4 separate regions of the Gossypium hirsutum genome follow, and regions 2, 3 and 4 are each linked to region 1. Evidence: chromatin contacts called from public Hi-C data. All regions are on one chromosome and are shown on one strand. The core of a region is the stretch at or near the end of the contact, and the rest is flanking DNA. Distances in the headings are between cores, read along the strand shown.

Region 1 (5,260 bases), core at 1,464-3,963:
GGGGGTGAGATGGGAATGAAATAAAAGTTTTAGGGGAAAAGTGAGAGGGAGTAAAAATTTTGGGGGAAAATAAAAGGTTTTGAGAGTTTTTGAGAGTAAAATTTTGAGAAAAAGTAAATGGGAGAGTAAAATTTTGGTGAAAAATGGGTTCTGGGTAGATTGGGGGGTTGGGAGGGGAGGGGATTAAAAGTTTTGGGGGAAAGTGGGAAGGAGTAAAAGTTTTGAAGGAAAAGTAAAAAGGTTTGGGAGTTTGGGGTAAAAATGTAAAATATTATAGTTTGATATTCGAATTATTCGAATTATTCGAGTTATTCGAATTTGAAAACTCAACTCGATTCGAACTCGAAATTCGAAAAAAAAATTCGAGTTGATTCGAATAACTCGATTAACTCGAATAACTCGATTCGTTTAACTCAAAATTCGAATTTTTTTTTATTTTTTCGAGTCAAATCGAGTTTTGCTCACCCCTACCCTTTTGTACGTGGTATAATATATAAAACTTGCAATTCTTTACATCCACGATTTCGTGCTTGTGTCTTGTCTATTTACTTTCATTGTGGATGGGCAATATGTAATTTAAATAAAAGATATATATGCAAAGTTAGAATGAATTAGAGGTGCTCATGGGCCGGGCGGCCCGGCCCGACGGCCCGCCCAAAATATGGGCTTGGGCAAAAAAATGAGGCCCGATTAAAAAACGGGCCGGGCCTCGGGCACCACTTTTTTGGCCCGAGCCCGGCCCGGCCCGGCCCGAATATAATAAATATTTTAATTTTTTAATTTTTTTAATTTTAAAATACTTTTAAAATTTTTTTTAAAAATTTTTTTAATTTTAAAATTTTTTTAAAATACATTTTTAATTTTTTTTTAATTTTAAAATAAATTTTTGGTATTTATTTAAAAAACGGGCCGGGCCCGGGCTTATGAATTTTTTCCCGGGCTGGGCCTGGGAAAAATTCTAGGCCCATATTTCGGGCCGGGCCGAAATTTTTTTCTAGGCCTGGCCTGGCCCATGAGCAGCTCTAGAATGAATTAGGGTGAAGGATGTTAAAACAATGAAGAAAGCAGTGGATAAGTTACAATCAACTGTAAGATAATATGATGTAATTAAAGTTTGTTGTAACACTCGATATCTGACTTGATTTAACGGATTCAAATGTAAGTTGTCATGATATTTACATACTTAGCAAAATTTTACAATCTACGAAAGCTATATTGAAAGTACTAGTTATCTTTTTAAAATTTTTTCTAAGTCAATTGGTTTGAGTAATATATTTATAGTTTGTTACAAACTTCAAAGTTAAAATAAAACCTTAAAACAAAGTGTTTGATAGACATATTCATAGCGTATATTACTACGTACTTGTCATTTGAAAAACATATTCTATGAATGTCTCTCTACCACCATGGCGCATCCCTGGCTTGGTCCTTCCTAGCGCACTAGTTTAATTCTCAAACTTGCTTACCAAAAGACACATATAAGTTCAAAGGAACTTAGTGAGTCTTACTCATTATTACCTTTTTACGAGGTCGTAGAATATTTCAACTCAAGGGTTTGGGTTCTTTCTTAGACTTTGGCGAATACTTTTCTAGTTCTTAGTTGGTGGATAGCTATGTGCCAACCTCTACAATTAACCACCTTTTACACATTTCGCCCAATTGATGGATCACATGCTTCACCCTATAATTCAAATCTCATTACACACTTTCTTTGCAGAAGGTAGTTGAATGTACTCCTCAGAATGATATTCAACGGATGTTATTCTTGACAGATTCTTTTACAGGACTCAACAATTATTAGAACACCAGTTACATCGTGTCTTTATATCAGTCCAAGATACTAGACTTACTTAGAAGAATATAGCATTTTAATCCAAGCAATAGAATCCCATATAATGTTTTGGATATGCCCAAGTTGATCACGAGGATGGAATAATGATAGGCCACGTAAGCTTTTTCAAATGATACGCCACAAAGTCCTAATAATATTGAAGAATTAGGGTTAGTTTAGCCATGCTTTTGAAAAGTATTTTTAAAAAAGTGTAGTGGAAAAATGTTTTTGAGATTTACTTTTTAAAAGTTTGGTTTAAGATTTGAGTGTTTAGCATTGCTCTAAAAAGTACTTTTGGGAAATAAAATATCCATTTTAAATATGATATTATCAAGTATCAAATATGCATTTAAATAATGTTCAAATTAGTTAATATTATTATATTTTAGTAATAATATAAAAAATTATTATAATATTTTAATATATGAAATATAAATTTTAAATATTTTTGAGCAATAAATATTAATTATTTATACAATTTAATTCGAATATATAAACTATATTTTAAATATTTAAATATAACTATTAAATATTTGTAATGAGATATTAACACATTTGTATCATTTTAAAAAATATTTTTTTATTTTTAATTAATTATTTTAACACATTTATAATTAAGTACCAAGAAAAAAAGAAAGAGAAAATACTATGTTGTTGAAAGGGTGAAAAAGTAAGCACCAAAAGTGCTTTCGGAAGATGAAAAACTAAAAATTTTAACTTCTTATTTTCAAAAGTAATTTTAAAAAGCTACAAATTTCAGCAACAATTTTTCTTCCAAAAACACTTTGTAAGTTAAAAGTGTTTTTTTAAGCACTACTAAACATGTTTAATTATTATGCAAAGTTGATTTTATATATTTCCTGTGTGTGTTTGAGGAAGAAGTTGGTAAATTGGGCTAAGAGCCCAAATGTAAAAGAAAACGAAGGCAAAATGAGGTTGTGTAAGCTCGGCCTGAGTTCACAGACCAAAATGTGTGGAGTGAGGAGTGAGTGGGTAAGGCAACAAATATAAACCCCCCCCCCCCCCCATCACTGATCAAACCCAAACTGTCCACTTATTTATCTTCTTATCCACTCCCCTCTGCTATTTCATTTATCCTTCGCCCATATTCTCTTTCACTGCAAACTGTGAGCGAGTGAGAGAGATGGCTTGCTCAGCTACTTCATCGGCCGCGGCTCTCATCTCCTCTAAGCCAAGGGCTTTCTCCTCCAATTCCAAGCCCTTCTCCCAATCCCTTTCTCTCCCCAATCCCTTCACTGGTCTCCCTGCCCCTCTCCTTTCTCGTCCCGCCTCCTTTTCCCTCTCCCGCGCCTCCCCTTCTCGCAAGTCTTTCGTCGTCAAAGCCACCGTATGTTTTTCTCTTCTCCATTTCGCTTTTTCTTTTCATGTTTCTACTAATTTTTAAATGGTTGAATTTAGACTGGAAAGGGAATGTGACGTTTACTTTGTTTTAATTACTTTCTTTTATTAATATCAACAATTGTAAACATAATGTATTAGGATGTCTCTGGGCTTTAGTTATTTTTGCAAAGGATTTTATTAGAATGTATTCAGAGTGTGGAATTTGGATCTGGTTTCGATTTTAATGCAAAGATGGAAAAAATTAGTGTTGCCAAGGAATAGCGCGGCAAATGTGGGTCTATGACTCCATTGTAAAGGCAAAATAGGAAGCCAAAGCTAACTCCATTTGGTGAGTTTTGTTGGGGGCTCCAAATGAAAATGGATATCTATATCATTTAGTTTAAAATGAATTAGTTTGTTTTCAATAAACATTTTAGCTTTTTGGAGAAAGGAAAAAGAAGAAAGAGGAGCAAATTATGTTAAGTGAAATTCAGAATTAGTTTTGAGATATGTTTATTCTAAACGAATTCTGAATGTTTTGATGGTGAACTATTTCTTTATCCACATAATTTCTCATGTATGATTCGGTTTCATATTTCGATCATCTCTTTCAGAGTGAGCTTCCACTGGTGGGAAATCCTGCCCCTGATTTTGAGGCTGAGGCCGTCTTTGACCAGGAGTTCATTAAGGTATCTTATGTGGATATTGTTCTCAAGTATAGGCACTTAAATAAAATTTTCCCTCTTTTGTTATGATTACATATGTTTTTTCCAATTCTATTCTGAACTATGCATTATTCTTTCAGGTCAAGCTCTCTGAATACATTGGGAAGAAATATGTGATTCTCTTCTTTTACCCGTTGGACTTCACATTTGTTTGCCCCACAGGTGTCTTTCACTCTGAACAACTAGCCTAATAGTTTTCTATGATATTAGAGTCTCATTCTTACTTTCACCTCCTAAAATGCTTCCTGCTTGCAGAGATTACTGCTTTCAGTGACCGCTATGAAGAATTTGAGAAGCTAAACACCGAAATATTAGGTGTTTCTATTGACAGTGTGGTAAGTTCCTTGGTTTATAGCAAAAAATGTTTATACCTCTCTGCCTATATTAAAGTTTAGTAGTTTCCTTCAGTCGCAGAAGATTCTTAAAGGTATGCTTACGTCTTCATTGTAGCCTTACGTAGTTTGCAGGTTCATTTTGTCTTAGACCCACTACAGTGATGATATAAGCAATGCAAAATTGCAAATCTCTATGACCATGTATCCTAAAAATTAGTCAAACACAAGGTAAAAGATAACTCAACCACCAAATGCAGCATAAATTTATTCAAGGCAAAAAGACACATCCAAAATAAAGACATCAAGTTGCCATTGTCCTATCAAAGATGATATGGAATCTCAAGATTTAAATTCTAGTTTTAGGGTTTAGTCTTGATTTGGTTTGAAATTGATGCTTCGGTTCAGATCTGGAATTAACAAGGAAAAGTAAGTCAAATTTCTAATTAAGAGTGAAAAGAAAAAAGAACTAAAAAAAATAAAAAAGAAGGATCAAGGAAGAAGAATCCGGATTTGGAATGGAGTACATATATAATTCGGTATTGAATGCAAATCCTAGATGCCAAATTGAAAAACCTGAAATCAATAAGAATCCGAACTAGAGTTAAATTATAAAAGAAGTAAACGAAATCAGAAATAAAAGAAAGAATTAGGGTGTGGAGAATTTAGCTGAGGATGAATTTTTGGGGCTTGAATAAACAAGTATATTCGGTCACCCTTTACAAAGACTCTTACTTTTGACTCAAACTCTTCTGGAAAGTTGTATAAATTTATAGAGATCAATGTTTCTATCTGGCCAAGCAGTGGTGTTCTGAATACCATTTTCCTCGTTAAGATTTGTTGCTACCATACTGCACTCTAAATTTCGTGAAGTAATTGTTTTATCTATATTCTTATGTTTTATACACTATATTTTTTGTCTGCAAGTCTCGAAGATTTGTGCAGCCTTGATGAAATGCTAAGCTTTTGGCTTTTTACCTTGGTGAAATGCTACATCATGGTAGCAAGCATTTTAGACCGGACAAAGAGAG
Region 2 (5,260 bases), core at 1,036-3,535, 970 kb after region 1:
GTTGTAGGCATGAGAGTTTGGTTTCGATTCTAAGCAACTATATTCCCCTCCCTCAATTATAAAAAAAAAGTGATTTAACAATTCCTTAACAATAATTATTTGATATATTGCCGAGATTTTTTTTAAAAATTTTAGAAACAAAGTTAAAAAAATTATCATATATCCTTAATTGATAATTAAAGAAAATTAAATAAATGAGACAGTTAGTGATCTTTTAACTATTTTTGAACCGCGAAAAACAGCAAATTTCACTTTTTGGAAGGTACCATAAAAAATTTCACTCAAAATAAGTTTAGTTTTGAGGTGATAAGTAGATCTTACTTAAAAACAATAGAAGAAAAAAAAAAGCGGCAGAATGCATAAACTTTCAATGATAAAAGTAATTTAATTAGGTCAAAATGAACCACAATGGAATGGTGAAAGAATTGATAATACAACTCCTGAATTCCAACTCTGAACCAGTATTTAATTTCACATGCACTAAATTTGACGTTGTTCTAAAGGCAAGAACGTGATTGTACACTTACGCCCAGAATTGGATGAAAGGAGACTTCTCAAAATTGTACTGCATGAATTTCTCGTTTAAGTACAGCGGGCAGTAAAAAAAAAACATGAATTTTATACTGTATTTTCTTTTTTTGAAAAAACAAAGTATAGAAAGTTGCAACTCTTTTAAGCCAATGAGAAAATTGAGGGTAAGTAGTTTTATAGTTGACTGACGACATGAGAGATATGGGTTCTCTTTCAGGTGAGTTTTCAATTGATGAGCTTACTTTTTATGGCAGTGAATGTTAAAGTTAATGATCTTTCACTACCTGAGCTGACAATTAAAAGTGAAAAGCTTTTCATTGGGGGCGAGAATCCTAGGAACTCTAGCTTATTATTAATAATTAAGATGACTTTAATTTGATCAGAGAATGTGTTACCGTGATGGTGATTGCAATGTCTCTTCTCTTGTTCAAAGAGTTAATTAATTCAATATTATATAATTAATATAAAAGTTTAAATACGAACTATTATTCTTTTTTTTTCTTTTATCATTTTAACCTTCAATTTTTAAAATTTAGTTAACTTATTTATTTTTGGACAAAAAAAAATTACTGAACTGTTAAAATTTTAATGGTATTAATATGACCACTAATATGTCAATCCATCTTATAAATCATAAAAATTTTAAAAAATAAAAATATTTAAAAATTAACAAAATTTAAAAAAGTTTGTAAATTTTTTAAAATTTTATCCATTTTATAGATAAAATTTTAAATAAATTGTCACATCAATACCATTAATATTTTAATAATTCAGTAATTTTTTTAATAAAAAACGAATAATTTAACTAAATTTCAAAAATAAAAGATCAAAATAACCCATAAAAAATAAATGTTAAAAAGCTAAATTTATGTATGAGTATCCAATGTCTTGTTGCACTTCACCATTTTTCTCTGGTCAAACTATTCTTTTCCTTTTAATTATATATACCAATTACTGTCTGTCAGTCACCTTGATTTTTTTTTAAGTTTATTTGGTTTTTAGGAATATATTAAAAAATTTCAAATTTTGGGAGAGAAATAAAGAAGTTTGAAGTCAGAAAGTGTAAATTTAGTAGTAGATTTCTTGTTTTATGTAATTTTGTAGTACAGTTTTGGTGAAGGGTTAGGGATGGTATGAGAGAAACTCAATTTGGCCCTACACAGTTAGGGAGCACTTGATTCAAATTCACACATTCATGCATTTGATTAGGACCCCACTGTTTTTTGTTTTGTTTCACAGATCAAAACAGTTTACTTTTTGGTAGGTTTCATATATATATATGTATTAAATTCAAAATTCTCATGCAGATAAACAATGGGTATTCTTTAAATTTGTAAAAAAGATAGAAATTAAATTAAATTTGTGAAAAAAATAGAAATTAAATTATGAAGTGTATACATGTACTCTACTAGTATTTATTTCATTTTTTGAAGCATTAAAGTAGGTGTTATGGCGGTTGGTTCTGTGTTCCTTGGCAATTTAATTGCTTTATCTTCAAACACTGGCATCCAACCACAAAAATATTAGCCCCAAAATTATGTAAAAAGAGAGAAAAAAAAATAAAGTGAAAAACGAAAAAAGACAAAGAGATATTTAATGTATGAATTGAGGAGTAGGACCCTCTTCTACCCTCTCTCATCATCTTCTCTTCTTTTTTCTTGTATTATTATTATGATTACCATAATTTTCTTTTTTATTTTTATTTTAATTAAGCTTACAGTGTGAAAGGAGACATTTTTTCAAATCTTGTGTCAATTATTATTTATGAAAACAGCTTGATATATACACATATCATATCTCCACTCCTTTTTTTTCTTTCACAGAAGAAGAAAAAAGAAAAGAGTGGTTGGTTTGTATAGTTTATGAAAAGGGAGGGTCAAATCACACAAGTTCCCTTTGTTTTGTTGTATTTGCAGGTACTTCACCTAATTAAAAACCCATTAAAGAGTAATTGAAGGTCACCCATTAATCTCTCTGATACTTTTACTTTTTCCGGTTTCAATTGGGGGGGGGAGTTGCAGAGATATTGAGTCTGACAATAAAGGACTAACTTACTGATAGATCATTAAAAAAAAATCATAAATTCCACAGATAGATACATCATATCTCTTTCTGTTTATTTAAATTATATGGTATTTTAGCTATAACTATATTAGCTTTTACTTGTCAAAATTTTAATTATTTTTTAAAGTTCTATTTTGCAGTGAAGATGATGATGAAGCACGTGTATACTCAAATTACCATCACACCAGGTACAAATCTTATTAACTGTTACTATAATCAATTCTCTCCCTCTCTCTCTCTCTGTTTCAATCTCTGTATTTCAGCCTTCTCTCTCTTATCTTTATATAAACACTAAAACTTTCTCCCCTATACTCCCTTTTTTTCCTTCCCTCACCCTCATCCTTTTCTTCATCTTCTCCTCCTATTATTCCCATGTCTTCAAGCTCTAGACTTGTTCCCAAACCTTGACGAGCCAGCCAATCATATTTACTTATATACATATATTAATTGTGGAGGATTATCACTCCTTTCCTTTCCACTGAATTCTCAGGATCCACTTGATCATCCCAAGATCATCAATACCCCATTTTTCCCAGAAAGTTCTGGAATGGGTTGATTTAAAGTCTGGGGATTTATTCTGGAGAATAAGGTAAAACATGTTTAGACTTTATTGATGTTATGGATGAATTTTTTTTCTTTTTCTAGTGCTTGTGATTATGAAAGTAGTATAATAATAATAATAATAATAATAATAAATTTGGTGTTTCTTTGATCTTTTCAGTGAAGAGAAAAAGTAGAAAACAATATTAGAATTAAGCAAAGAAAACAACATACGATGGCGACGTACTTTCATGGGAACCCTGAAATCCAAGCAAGTACTGACGGCCTTCAAACCCTTGTACTTATGAACCCTGCCTATGTTCAGTATTCCGATACCCCTCCACCACCCCCGGCCAGCAACCTCCTTTTCTTCAACCCTAACTCCCTCTCTCCGCCCCAAACTCAGCAACTCGTCGGCATCCCCCTCCCCGCTACCTCAGCTGCCAATCAAGGCCCTACCTCACACGATATCTCCCCCTTGCATGGCCTCGTCCAGCGCGTCCATTACAACATGTACAACCCTATTGACCCTTCCGGATCGGCGCGTGAAACTCCTCGCGCTCAACAAGGACTCTCTTTGACCCTTTCTTCCCAGCAGCAGCCGGGTTATGGATCCCAGGCTCAAGCAGTTTCAGGCGGGTCGGCTTCTTCGGGTTCAGGCGTGCACGATAGGGTGTCGGGTGTGCAAAGTGTGTTTTTGAGCTCTAAATACTTGAAGGCTGCTCAAGAGCTTCTTGATGAGGTTGTTAATGTTAACACTACTGGGATTACAAAGAGTGAATTATTGGCTAAGAAGGGTGGTGGTGGAAATAATCATAGCAATAGCAGTAGTAAGGCTATGGGAGAGTCGTCGGTGGTGGCCGGGGATGGCTCTGGTGGTGGGGAGGCAGGTGAGAAACACGTCGCAGAGCTGACCACGGCTGAGAAACAGGAAATTCAGATGAAGAAAGCTAAGCTAATTAACATGCTTGATGAGGTATGGAAATTAGATCATATATATATATGGAAAAAACTGGGATAGAAGCAAGTTCATAAGTTGTAACTCTACTATTTTAAGGTCTTTCTTTAGATTTCAATCCTTGAAGATTCTTTGTTTAATTAATTGAAAGCTCTAGTTTGTTATTAGACCTCAAATCCATGAAATTTACCAATTGGAGTACGTCAGTCAGGTTCTTGAATTCCAAACTTCTTCTAGACATCCAACGTAAGCTTATTGTTTAGGCACAACATATTGATATCAAATGGTTGTCTTTTTTATTTTTTATTTGGCAGGTGGAACAAAGGTATAGGCAATACCATCACCAGATGCAGATTGTAACATCCTCATTTGAGCAAGCAGCTGGAATTGGGTCAGCAAAAACATACACAGCTCTTGCATTAAAGACCATTTCAAAGCAATTTCGGTGTTTGAAAGATGCAATAACTGACCAAATCCGAGCAGCCAACAAGAGTTTAGGGGAAGAAGAAGATGGTGTAGGCGAAGCAGCCAAAATCGAGGGATCCAGACTTAAGTTCGTGGATCATCATCTTCGACAGCAAAGAGCACTTCAGCAGTTGGGAATGATCCAGCACAATGCTTGGAGACCCCAGAGAGGATTGCCTGAAAGATCAGTTTCTGTTCTTCGAGCTTGGCTCTTCGAACACTTCCTTCACCCGTATGTAATCTCTGAAATTTTCTCAATACTGCATTTGAAACATCCTTAAAGTTTCAATCCGAATTTCTTAATCCCCATTTCAGGTATCCTAAAGATTCAGACAAACACATGCTTGCAAAACAAACAGGGCTCACTAGGAGTCAGGTATGGGCCTTGTCTGGCGACTCTTGTCCCGATTGTGGCACATGTAATTCAGGGATTTTGTTTGTTTTGGTGATAATTCAGGTGTCTAACTGGTTCATAAATGCCCGAGTTCGGCTATGGAAGCCAATGGTGGAAGAGATGTATTTAGAGGAAACCAAGGAGCAAGAACAGAATGGTACTTCAGATGACAAAACAAGCAAGACCGAAAACCATGAAGATTCAGCATCCAAATCCACAGCTCCAAGCTGCCAAAATCCTGGGGAGAACCAGAAAGTTTCATCAATGTCCATTTCGACTGCTTCAACGTCTCCCCTTGCAGGAAATGC
Region 3 (5,260 bases), core at 1,165-3,664, 840 kb after region 1:
TGCAAATAACATGAATATGTAAACAAATATATTGATCTTGAATAATAAAAGTACAAATCGAATCCTTGCGTCACTCGTCGATGACTCTCACTTTTCCTTTCTCTCTTAATGGGTTGACGTCATCTTTAACTACGTACGATAATACAAAAATTAAATTATATCAATTTTCATCCAATTCATATTCAAATACAAACCTAAACATATTTTGCATTTTATTCAATTTAGTCCCTATACTTGGGATATGCATATCTTTCGATATTTAGCATCGGATCAAAATCTAATTTCACATTGTTTTATTAGGGACCTATACTTTCTATTACTAGCATAATTTCATAATAGGTTTTCAATTTATTCAATTTGGTCCCTAATGTTACAAAGTTAACTATCAGCTTATTAAGCTTTACAATTTAGTTCTTAACATAATCTAAGCTTAGTTTCTATTAATTTCAAGTCTAATTCATCAATTTCTCAATAATGAAAACTTGTTACAAATTCATCCATTGAACAAACTGATGCATGGTTTAACTAAATCAAGCTCCCATGATAATAAATCTATAAAAATTTACAAGAAAAAGGTTTGGTTACCTTGTTAGATTTTTTGTTGAATGCTTAAGAGAAGTAGGAAGCTTTCTTTGTTTCTAACAATGGTGGATGGTGAGAAGAATGAAGACAATGGTGGTTTCATCCTCTTATTTAGTTTTTATACTTAGATTAAGTTTAGTTTAATCTTAATTAATTAGTTTAATTAATGAATTAATATACATTAGTTAGTTATTAATTAAGTTTAATGGAAAAAAATCGTCATCATCCACTATCCACTAACTAAAATTGATTTATTAACCATTTTAGTCCTTTGGTCAATTGCTATCTAAGTCCCCAAGCCTTTTTTCAATTAAAACTCAATGACGATTGGACTTTTACAATTTAGTCCATGAGCTTTAATTAACTAATTTTTCGGCTAAATTGCTTAATAGAATTTCAATATATTTTTATATTAACTCCGTAAATATTCCTATTTATATTTACGGACTTGGCTTATGAAAATGGGATTCCAAACTATATTTTTTGATACTACTGGAATTCGGGTCATTACACTTAAACTCATCAAGAAAACTCAAAATCGAAACTCTTTAACACTAGAACAAAAAATAACATGAATAGAGAGAAAAATAGAGAAATTGTTCAAATAATGCAAAAATCCACTTCTTAAAAGTTTAATGACATTTTAAGGACTTGAAAACATTGAATTTCTTCTAAAAATCTTTCAAGAATCATCAAAATCCAAAAGTCCTCTTTAATAGAAAATGAATGTAAATTGCAAAAACATAGGAATCAAGCATATAAAATTAAGAAGAATGATGAAACAATTAAGAAAATGTGTTTACCTTGGTAAAAAAAATAATTGGCTAAATTTATGATTGTGCACTGAAAAATCTATCAATATTTTTTTAGGTATAATGATATATTTATCCTTCAATGTTTACATGTTCTATCAATTTAGTTATTATTCTATTTTTAGCTCAATTTAAACACTAACCTTTCAAAACAATTAAATAGTTTTTTTTTTTAAAAATGTTGATTAAAACATTAGTTTTTAAAAATATTGGTGTGACAACCGACGTGACAATTCGCTTGCACTTCATAGTTACAAATAATTTAAAAATTGTAAAAAGATATTAAAAATCAAATTTTAAAAAAATATATAAAAAGTTCATAAAATTTAAAAAAATACATAAAATAAACATGAGTTGCTATGTTTGAAATTTAATATTTTAGCCGGCATTTTTATTAGAAATAAATTTGACTATTTTTCAAAAGACTAATGGTTAACTTTAATTCTTTTTAAAATATTAAAAGTTAAATTTAGCTAAATTAAAAAAAAGATATAAATGTTAATAGCTAAATTTAATATTATGTATTTTATTTATTAATTTTTTATATAATATTTAATATCATCTATAACACTTCTAAAATTTTTTAAATAAAATAATAAATACACTTCAACATATTAAGCTCATATACTCACCCACCGAATTAAAACTCGTTGAATTGGTTTTGGTATATGTGTTTAACCATCACCAATAAATTCATAAAAGAAGTTATAATTAAATGTGGGAACCGGGTAGTGTAAAAGAGTCATTTTAAGGGAAGGGGATTGAGTTGAGAGCGAGGTAAGCAGAGGAAGGGGGGCAATTTGGCCAGATGAAGCAAGAAAAGACACGTCTGTAATAAAAAAACAGACAAGTAGGCAGTTGAAGTTTAAATAAAAATAGACACATGGGGGGAAGGCTTTTTCAATCAACTCAAACTCTCCAAGCATTCATTAATTAAATTTAAGAAAAAGGCAGACACAGTCTTAGCTCTCCCCTTCCTCTCATTGGCTGCTTTCTTGACTTTCTCCAACAGCTGGGACCCCTTTATATCTCCAATTACACGCCCCCTCTTATGCTTTATTATTATTGTAGAGAGAAAGAGAGGATTAGGTGGTGGGGCCCACAAGGGTCGAGGCGAATCCTCTTTAACGCTAGAAACAAAAAACAATTTGCAAATATTTTTAGAAGTCTATTATATTTTGACATGTGTACAGTCATTAACTATTCTTTATTTATTTATTTCTCAAGTAAATAATTTATAAATAATAATAATAATAATCCCAAAGTAAATTGCTTTTACGGTACAGGGAATTGCACGTACGTCGGATGGACGCCCTGCCGCCGGCTCTCCTCGTCCTCACTTTTAACTGTCTCTCCCCCGACACGTACTAAATTACTTTAACCTTTTATTTGTTTGAGGTTGAGTTTTGTTTTTAAATATTTTTGTCATTTTATTTGATCTATGTTTAATAATTTTTTATTTAAATTTAATATAAAATATAAAAATTAGTCATTAAACTAAGATTAAGATTACATTAAAAAATTCATAAAAATTTTATCAAATTCATAACAACATATACTATTACTATTATAAACTTACTTTCATGAACATATAAGAGATTAAAGGTCAATTTTTCATTATTTAGAAAAAGTATTTCTGACTCCAAAAATACTTTTAAAAAAAAGTTGTGCAGAACAAACTGCTTTAGGCTGAAATTTTTAGCTTTTTAGAAGTACTTTTCAAAAGCACTTCTGAAAAGGAGAAGCCAAAAATTTTAGTTTTTCCTTTCTTAAAAATATTTTTGGTGCTTAATTACTTTTTCACCCCTCCAATAACATAGTACTTTCATTTTTTTCTTGGTGCTTAATTACAAATGTGTTAAAATCATTAATTAAAAATAAAAAATATTTTTTAAAATACTAATTACAAATATTTAATGGTTATATTTAAATATTTAAAATATAGTTTATATATTCTAATTAAATTTTATAAATAATTAATATTTATTGCTTAAAAATATTTAAAATTTATATTTCATATATTAAAATATTAACAACAAGCTATAATAATTTTTGTATATTCTTACTAAAATATAATAATATTAACTAATTTAAATATTATTTAAATACATATTTGTTGCTTGATAATAACATGTCTAAAATAGATATTTTATTTCACAAAAGCACTTTTTGACAACAATGTTAAACACTCAATAAATATAATGGTGGTAAAAGATGAAACAAAAATTTAGATTTGAACTTCTGGAAAGGGTGAATTATTTGTCTAAGACCACGTTTGTTGAGAAAGGTAAGAGATGAGTGCCCATGAAATTAAGGTATTGACTTTGGTTTCCTTCTCTAAGGTAAGATTTAATATGATAAAAGTGATCACTTTTTTAAAAAATTAATCAGTTGGAAAATGGTTTCAACGTTTAGTTTGTCAATTATTTTTACTTTCTTTGGAATCTTTTCTGTGGGAGCTTCTTTCCATAAACGTAATAATGTTATTCTCATGATAAAAGGCGAGAAAGTTATTTCTCTATATATATTGGAAAGTTAAAAAATATATTAAGACAAATTTAACTCTATTTTATATTGGTTTAGGGTATTAGTCTTAATAAACATTAAAAAAAAGAAGCTAGTCTCCTTTCTCTTTCCTATAACTTGATTCTCTCTATTACTTCAATAGATTTTTTGCAAGTAAATTTTTATTTTATTTTATTTTTATATGCATATTTAATCATCTATATAATATATTATTTACATATTGTATTTATTTTCTATTGTTTCTCTCTCTCTTTCTTTTCGATGTCGTTACCTCTTATGTATTTGTAAAATTAACTATCTTTTCTCAATTCCAGATAACATGAAAAAAGATTATGTAAAAGGTTTGCATAACGAATCTATTTAATGGACTTTCAATTGCTATGTTAGTATATTTTAAGATTTTATTTTATAATTTATTTTCAATTATTGGAACTATGTTAGGATGATATACATCATATTACTTCCATTTAAAACATATTATTATGTGGTTTGCACCTGTTAGAGTTGTGTGACTCAAATCCTTGTTAAAGAAATAAAATATAGTGGAAATAAGGAGATTTGTGTAGGGCTTAAGGCCAAAGGTCGAATGCTCGAGGCCATAGCCCAATAGATCCCCAACTGGGGGTGTTAGGGCCTAAGGCCCCTCAGTATGAACCATGTTGCACTAGTAGAGTCCATATAGAACTACACTTCTTTTATTTGACATTAATTAGAATAAAAATTTTCAACATTTAAATAGATGTAGTCGAAACTCCTCTTGTATCATTTGTTTTACAACATTAGTGAATTCCTTCTCCTTTGTCTGTGGTTTCTTTTCCTAAAAGGGTTTCCACGTAAAATCTGTGTGTTCTTATTTTTTTTTATTTTTGCGATCATTCTATTGCCATTATCGACATTTATTATAATAAACCGGTATCAGATCTTTCGAGTTATTTATCTCGATCACGGTAATAGCGACAATGAAGTATGATATTCCATTATTGGATCACAACACCAGATTCGCATTGTGGCAAGTAAATATGCAGACAGTTCTTGCGCAAATGGATTTGGAGGATGCCCTGTTATGGTTAGATAAAATGCCTTCGAAATTGACAAATGAAGAGAAGAAGTGTAAAGATCAAAAGGCTTTAAAGCAATTACATCTGCATTTGTTGAATCAAATTTTACAGGACGTGTTAAAGAAGAAGACCGTCGCTGCATAATGGGCAAAGCTACAACAACTATGCATGTTGAAAACCCTAAGTAGGAAGTTGCATCTGAAGCAACATCTTTATTCTCATCGTTTGGAGGAAGGTCTGTCTATGCTCGAACACTTAACTGTGTTTAAAGAAATTAACTCG
Region 4 (5,260 bases), core at 1,173-3,672, 550 kb after region 1:
GTGATTAATATGTATATGATCCTCAGACTTGAGATCATCATAATCCCAACATCGTGAGTAGTATATTTTGATCCAGTCAAACGTACACCGTAACTGGTTGTTCTATAAAGGCTGATGTTGGATATACCACAATCGATGTAGAGGGATATGGTTGGTCGATATAGAATAAGTCCCTCCTACATAATGGGAGTAATATGTTGGGCCACTTGATTAAGTGAGACTAGAAATGTATGGCCATGCTCAAATAAGTTGATATGAGATGTCATACTTATTTGTATATTGTAGTCTGCTTAAGGTATCAAGGAACATGTAATGGACTATACAAGTGTGACTATTCCATGACTTGTGTCCAATCCAGAGATAAAAGACTTAAGGATTATTGCATAAAAGGTTAATCATAAAAAAAAAGGTTATGTCGAATCATGATCTCTTGTGACTTAGGTAGCAATGATGCATTGCTAGATGCCACTCATTGTTTGTAACATTGGAATCGTTCTAGTATTACTGCTAACGTTACAGGAACCTACAGGGTCACATCCTATAGTTGAAATGAACGGAATAAACCATAGTTGGTATTATTTTTGGGTTTCGCTTGAATTAAATTAATTATAGAATTAATTTAATTCGATAATCAAATTTCCAACACATTATGTTCAAGTTTGTTGTACGCTTAATGAGGACATGAATTTGGTTAGCATATGAATTCAAATAAATATATGGTTTACCGAAATTATATTATAATTAATGTAATTATAATTTTCGGTTTAAAATATTATTATATTTATTTAATTCCTAAAAACCCTAAAATAATAGGATATAAGAATCCCGTTTTTCTTTGTTTTTGGTCTAGTAGCCGTCAAAGAAAAATTACTTTCAAAACTGTTTTGGGGATTTCTTCCATTCGTAGTCAACTGGGTGGATTACGTAGAGGTCGGAGTCTCAATAGATTGCGGCTTGGTTCGATTGTAGATCAGACTACACATTGTTGAGAAGTTGTTGTCTACTCAGAACAAACATTAGGTAATTTCGTAACCCTTTTCACCCCGATTCGTCCCTCACACATGGATCCGTGGTTAGGGTCGCCGATTATTAAATTTTTCCGCTGCGCCGTAGGGGTGCCGGCGATCCAACACCCTGAGTATCAGGTCGTTACACAAACTTTACTAGGAGCTAAGCAAAGAGTAGCCGCTGTGCATATGTATAGAGGGGCACCCGTAGAGGCCTTGCTTCAGGGTTTAAGTTGCCTATATATGTTATTGAACCACTATCCAAGTTTGTAAACATCCGTTAGACTTAAAGTCTTAGAGATTCATTGCCAGTTAATAAGAGTTGAAATTTCAGTTAGATTTTCAAATTTAAGTCATTAAAGTATGTACCTAAATTAGAATTAGAAAAAATTATTAGGTAAATCTAGTTAATGCAGCATCCGATACCTAGACTTGACAGTTTGGTTAGGTAAAGGGTGTTACAACTTAGTGGTAAAATTTACCATTAACTTTGTAAAATATAGAAATCATAAAAAAATTATAAAAATTATAAATTTTCATAAAAATCATAAAAAATTATAAAATGCATAAAAAATTACCTTTAACCATTAACTTTCAACGTTGACCATTAAAGTTAATGACTCCCAATTTTTTTTTAGTTAAAGCCATCACTTGTCGCAACACAACGTGACATGTGACAAAAAATAATAAAAGTAAAAATCAATAAAAGTTATAGAAAATTATAAAATGTTTCTTCTGGTACAATAATTTTTATAATTTTTTTTACGAATTTTATATTTCTTTATATTTTTATAATTTTATTACGACTTTATAATATTTTATAATATTTTTCTTATTTTTTCTAATTTTTAATATTTTTATATTTTCTATTAAAATTTAATAATTTTTATAACTTTTATTGATTTATAATTTTTTGTCACATGTCACGCTGTAGTTGTGACACGTAGTGGCTTTAACTAAAAAAAAATTAGGGGTGGTTAACTTTAACAATCAACTGTAAAGTTAACGGTCAAAGGAACTTTTTGATGCATTTTGACAGTTCAAATACTCAATTGAGTGCAAAAAAAAAATAGGGGCTTAATTGCTTTTTTTTTAAAGTTTGAGGGTATTTTTTATGCATTTTAAAAGTTTAAGTACCTAATTGAGTGAACAAGAAAATAAGGGCTTAATTGCTTTTTCTGAAAAAATTGAGAGCTTTTTATACCTTAAACCTTTTTTAATTAAATAAAGAATTTATTTTTAATTAATAAAATCTTTCTTCTTGATTTTATTTTCTCCAATCCCATATTTTGTTGCCGGCGCCAAAAGTCATCATCGTCGGTTTTTTCTTGGGCCAGTTTGACGGTGGTAGTGGCTATCATGCTTAAATGGTAGAATGCAAGTGGCCCATCCGAAGCCTATCATGTTTGAAGGCCATTCTTTCAGCATCAAAAAGTCACCAAAATGGGCATTTTCTTTTGGGGATCCCTTTTGAGTTCTCTTCCAACGTGTATCTACATTTCCCTTAACCCTCTTTTAAAACCCTACCTCTCCAAGTTGCTCTCTATTGCCTCTCTTTTCAAAATTTAAGCCCATTTTCCTCATCAGTGGTTTCCTTTATTTTTATTCCATTTCTCTATTATTTGTTTGTTTAGTAGTTAAATCTCATTTGGTTAAAGAAATTTTACACCATTTCGTACCTTCCTTGGTTCAAGAAAACAATTTTTGGCTACCAAAAGACAAGTGGTATGATATAGGTTGAAATTGTAAAAGTTAATAGAGCTAGTCAAGTACTTAAAATAGATATAAATTTGATTTACAATTTTCAATATTCGGTACCAATTAGATCTAAAAGAAATTAGATATAAAGTAAATATAATTTTTCAAGTTTAAGTTGTTGCGTTTTATAAAAATATAAAATTACATTTTGAGAAGTAGTCCATTAACATTATGGATATTATTTATTAAATCTAAAAATAATGAATTAATAATCATTTGAGATAAACCAATAATAAAAAATATATTTACCTAATATATTATTTTTAATATATTAGTTAGAAAAGTTAAAAGAAGAATTAGATGCAAACCTACAGATTTATAAAAACAAAAAAGAGTGCAAAATTTTGCAAAGGAAAAAAAATTAATATTAGTCAAACCATGAAAAATATATATTACACTAGTAAAATGTAGTATGTAACATTCTTGTTCAATTTCGATAATATGGAAATAAAATTGTACGGGTCTTATTTTAACAATTTTGCATTAATAAAATGTAATATGTAACAAGTTTACAACTTCCCAAATTGTATAAAACCATTAATGCACCTAGGGGCTCAATTGAACAAATGTAAGGATATAATTGCACAAATTAAAACATGCTTGAGGGATTAAAGCAATTAAATTGAAACCTAAAATTAGGTATTAAATTAGAAAACAATTAAAAAATTGAGGGGCCTTAAACAAAATTATATCCTTTTGTTTTTTTGGCTGCCACATTCATTTCACGATGGAAGCCCTTTTAATTTTTTTTTCCTTCAAAACAATCGCAAATAAATAATTAAAATACAATAATCAATCAAAATAAAATTATCTAAAAGACATAGCCAATCGTCTAAATTAAAACTTTTTAAAAATAAACTTGGTGGGTGTCCTGTACGAATATATCCAATTCAACATGTTTTGGTTGAGGATGGTGGGGACTGGGGAGGGCAATCTCAATATCAATCCTGAAATAATTATATTTTAAAAAATGAAGTGGGGTGTATTTTTAAAGAGATATTTTGCCAGTGATACATATGAAAATAAAAGGACATTAACAATTAAGTCTTTATTTTTAAAAAATAAAAATAAAACTTATGACAAGATATGAAACAATAGACATCCCCTTATTGGATGTCTTATAATACGGAGATCCATGGTACTGGTAATAAACAGAAATTGGATTTGAGGTTTTGAAATTTGGTGAATAATTTGCTGTGTACCATTTTTTTTTTTTTGAACTTGGATGTTTATATTGTTTAGTTCAACATTTATAATTAAGGTAAGTGGCATAAATTTACAATAAATGTTGAAAACATAGTTATGGGTAAGTAATGAAAATATAAAAAAGAAAAAAAAAGATTTTCTTTATTAGAGATAGGAAGTAAATAATATCTTATTTGAATTTAACTATGTTGAATAGTAGAAGGAAAGCTAATATAGAGAGAGATTCATTTAACGTTATACTATTTGAAAAAATTACGACAATACTTTTCTATATTTAAAATAGGTTATACTATTTGAGGGTATTTTAATCTTTTTATTTTAACAAAAACAAATACGCTTATGATGAGATTTGAACTCCCATAATTTGGACTAATAAAATTCTAAATTTACCACCCAACTATAACTTCATTTTAATCATTTTTATACATTTTAATCATTTTTATACATTTTTTTAATATGCATAATTTATTATCACCATCGGTTGTATATCTATACTATTTATTAAGTGTTTTATCAAGTTGGTGCCAACCTCAACCAAATTATCAATTCGGTTAGAAAAATTATAGAAATGTCATTTTGTAATTAAAATAAGTTATACAATTCGTGAGTATTTCTATAATTATAGAAATATCAAGTTGGTGTCACAAGTCAACTCAATACTAACTCACAAATGATAATAAAACCATGATAAATAATTGTAGTGCATCTAGTCTTGTTTATATTATCTATTTATATGTTTAAATTTAGTTTTCCTCATAATTTAATCTGTTTTTTAAAATTAATATCACACCTATTTAATGCGTTAATATAATTAATTAATTTCAAATCATATTTTTTATTTTTATCATATCTTAACACACATCTATGTTCTAAATCTGTGGTTTCTACATACATAATAGAATTTCTAGTATTATAGTTGTGAGTGCATTAATTTATAATAGTGAAACTTTTAAAAATATATTTTAAACTTATTTAATTTAGTTATATCTTATTTTTGAGATAGATTAAATTATTTGATTTAAAATATATTAATTATCATTATTTAAAATATTTTAATAATAAATAAATTGATGAAAATAGTTTTAACTACAAAATAACATATTTTTAGAGAGAAAGAAAAGGACGATCCCCAAAAACGTCTCCTCTGTTTTAACTAATTTATTTTTTTATAATTTTATATAAAATTAAGGGTAAATTGACAAAAAAGTATAAAAGGTGAAGAGTAAAATTATTATTAAAAAAATGTCACTGTTATGGTTGGGTGATTTTTGTTTTTTTAAATAAATTAG

The links. A called contact is a pair of places that touch in the nucleus more often than the background predicts.
Region 2: a Hi-C map of leaf shows a contact between it and region 1, with 1.6 times the contacts expected there. The contact joins the promoter of LOC107899402 here to the promoter of LOC107898212 in region 1. A contact is called at or near these places in 3 of 34 Hi-C or Micro-C datasets (callus and leaf).
Region 3: a Hi-C map of leaf shows a contact between it and region 1, with 2.0 times the contacts expected there. The contact joins the enhancer-like site here to the promoter of LOC107898212 in region 1. A contact is called at or near these places in 2 of 34 Hi-C or Micro-C datasets (hypocotyl and leaf).
Region 4: a contact with region 1 is called in a Hi-C map of hypocotyl, with 2.2 times the contacts expected there. The contact joins the enhancer-like site here to the promoter of LOC107898212 in region 1. A contact is called at or near these places in 3 of 34 Hi-C or Micro-C datasets (hypocotyl and leaf).

The regions. Positions count from the first base shown.
Region 1 is chrD04:33,569,437-33,574,696 of Gossypium_hirsutum_v2.1, reverse strand. LOC107898212 (2-Cys peroxiredoxin BAS1, chloroplastic) reads left to right here and starts at 2,713. Exons shown (of 7, transcript XM_016823742.2): 1 at 2,713-3,179; 2 at 3,787-3,861; 3 at 3,978-4,059; 4 at 4,153-4,232. The coding sequence starts at 2,976.
Region 2 is chrD04:32,599,545-32,604,804 of Gossypium_hirsutum_v2.1, reverse strand. LOC107899402 (BEL1-like homeodomain protein 1) reads left to right here and starts at 2,285. Exons shown (of 7, transcript XM_041091301.1): 1 at 2,285-2,447; 2 at 2,736-2,783; 3 at 3,086-3,184; 4 at 3,317-4,111; 5 at 4,408-4,790; 6 at 4,874-4,934; 7 at 5,016-5,260. The coding sequence starts at 3,371.
Region 3 is chrD04:32,732,600-32,737,859 of Gossypium_hirsutum_v2.1, reverse strand. No RefSeq gene overlaps it. Among protein-coding and RNA genes, the nearest start is that of LOC121216441, 27 kb to the left of the region's middle. Within about 2 kb of position 2,414, at least 3 of the 9 cell types and tissues checked have an H3K27ac peak or open chromatin away from gene starts, as enhancers often do. A contact at or near this core is called in hypocotyl and leaf, where this site is marked.
Region 4 is chrD04:33,015,518-33,020,777 of Gossypium_hirsutum_v2.1, reverse strand. No RefSeq gene overlaps it. Among protein-coding and RNA genes, the nearest start is that of LOC107898424, 2.7 kb to the right of the region's middle. Within about 2 kb of position 2,422, at least 2 of the 9 cell types and tissues checked have an H3K27ac peak or open chromatin away from gene starts, as enhancers often do. A contact at or near this core is called in hypocotyl and leaf, where this site is marked.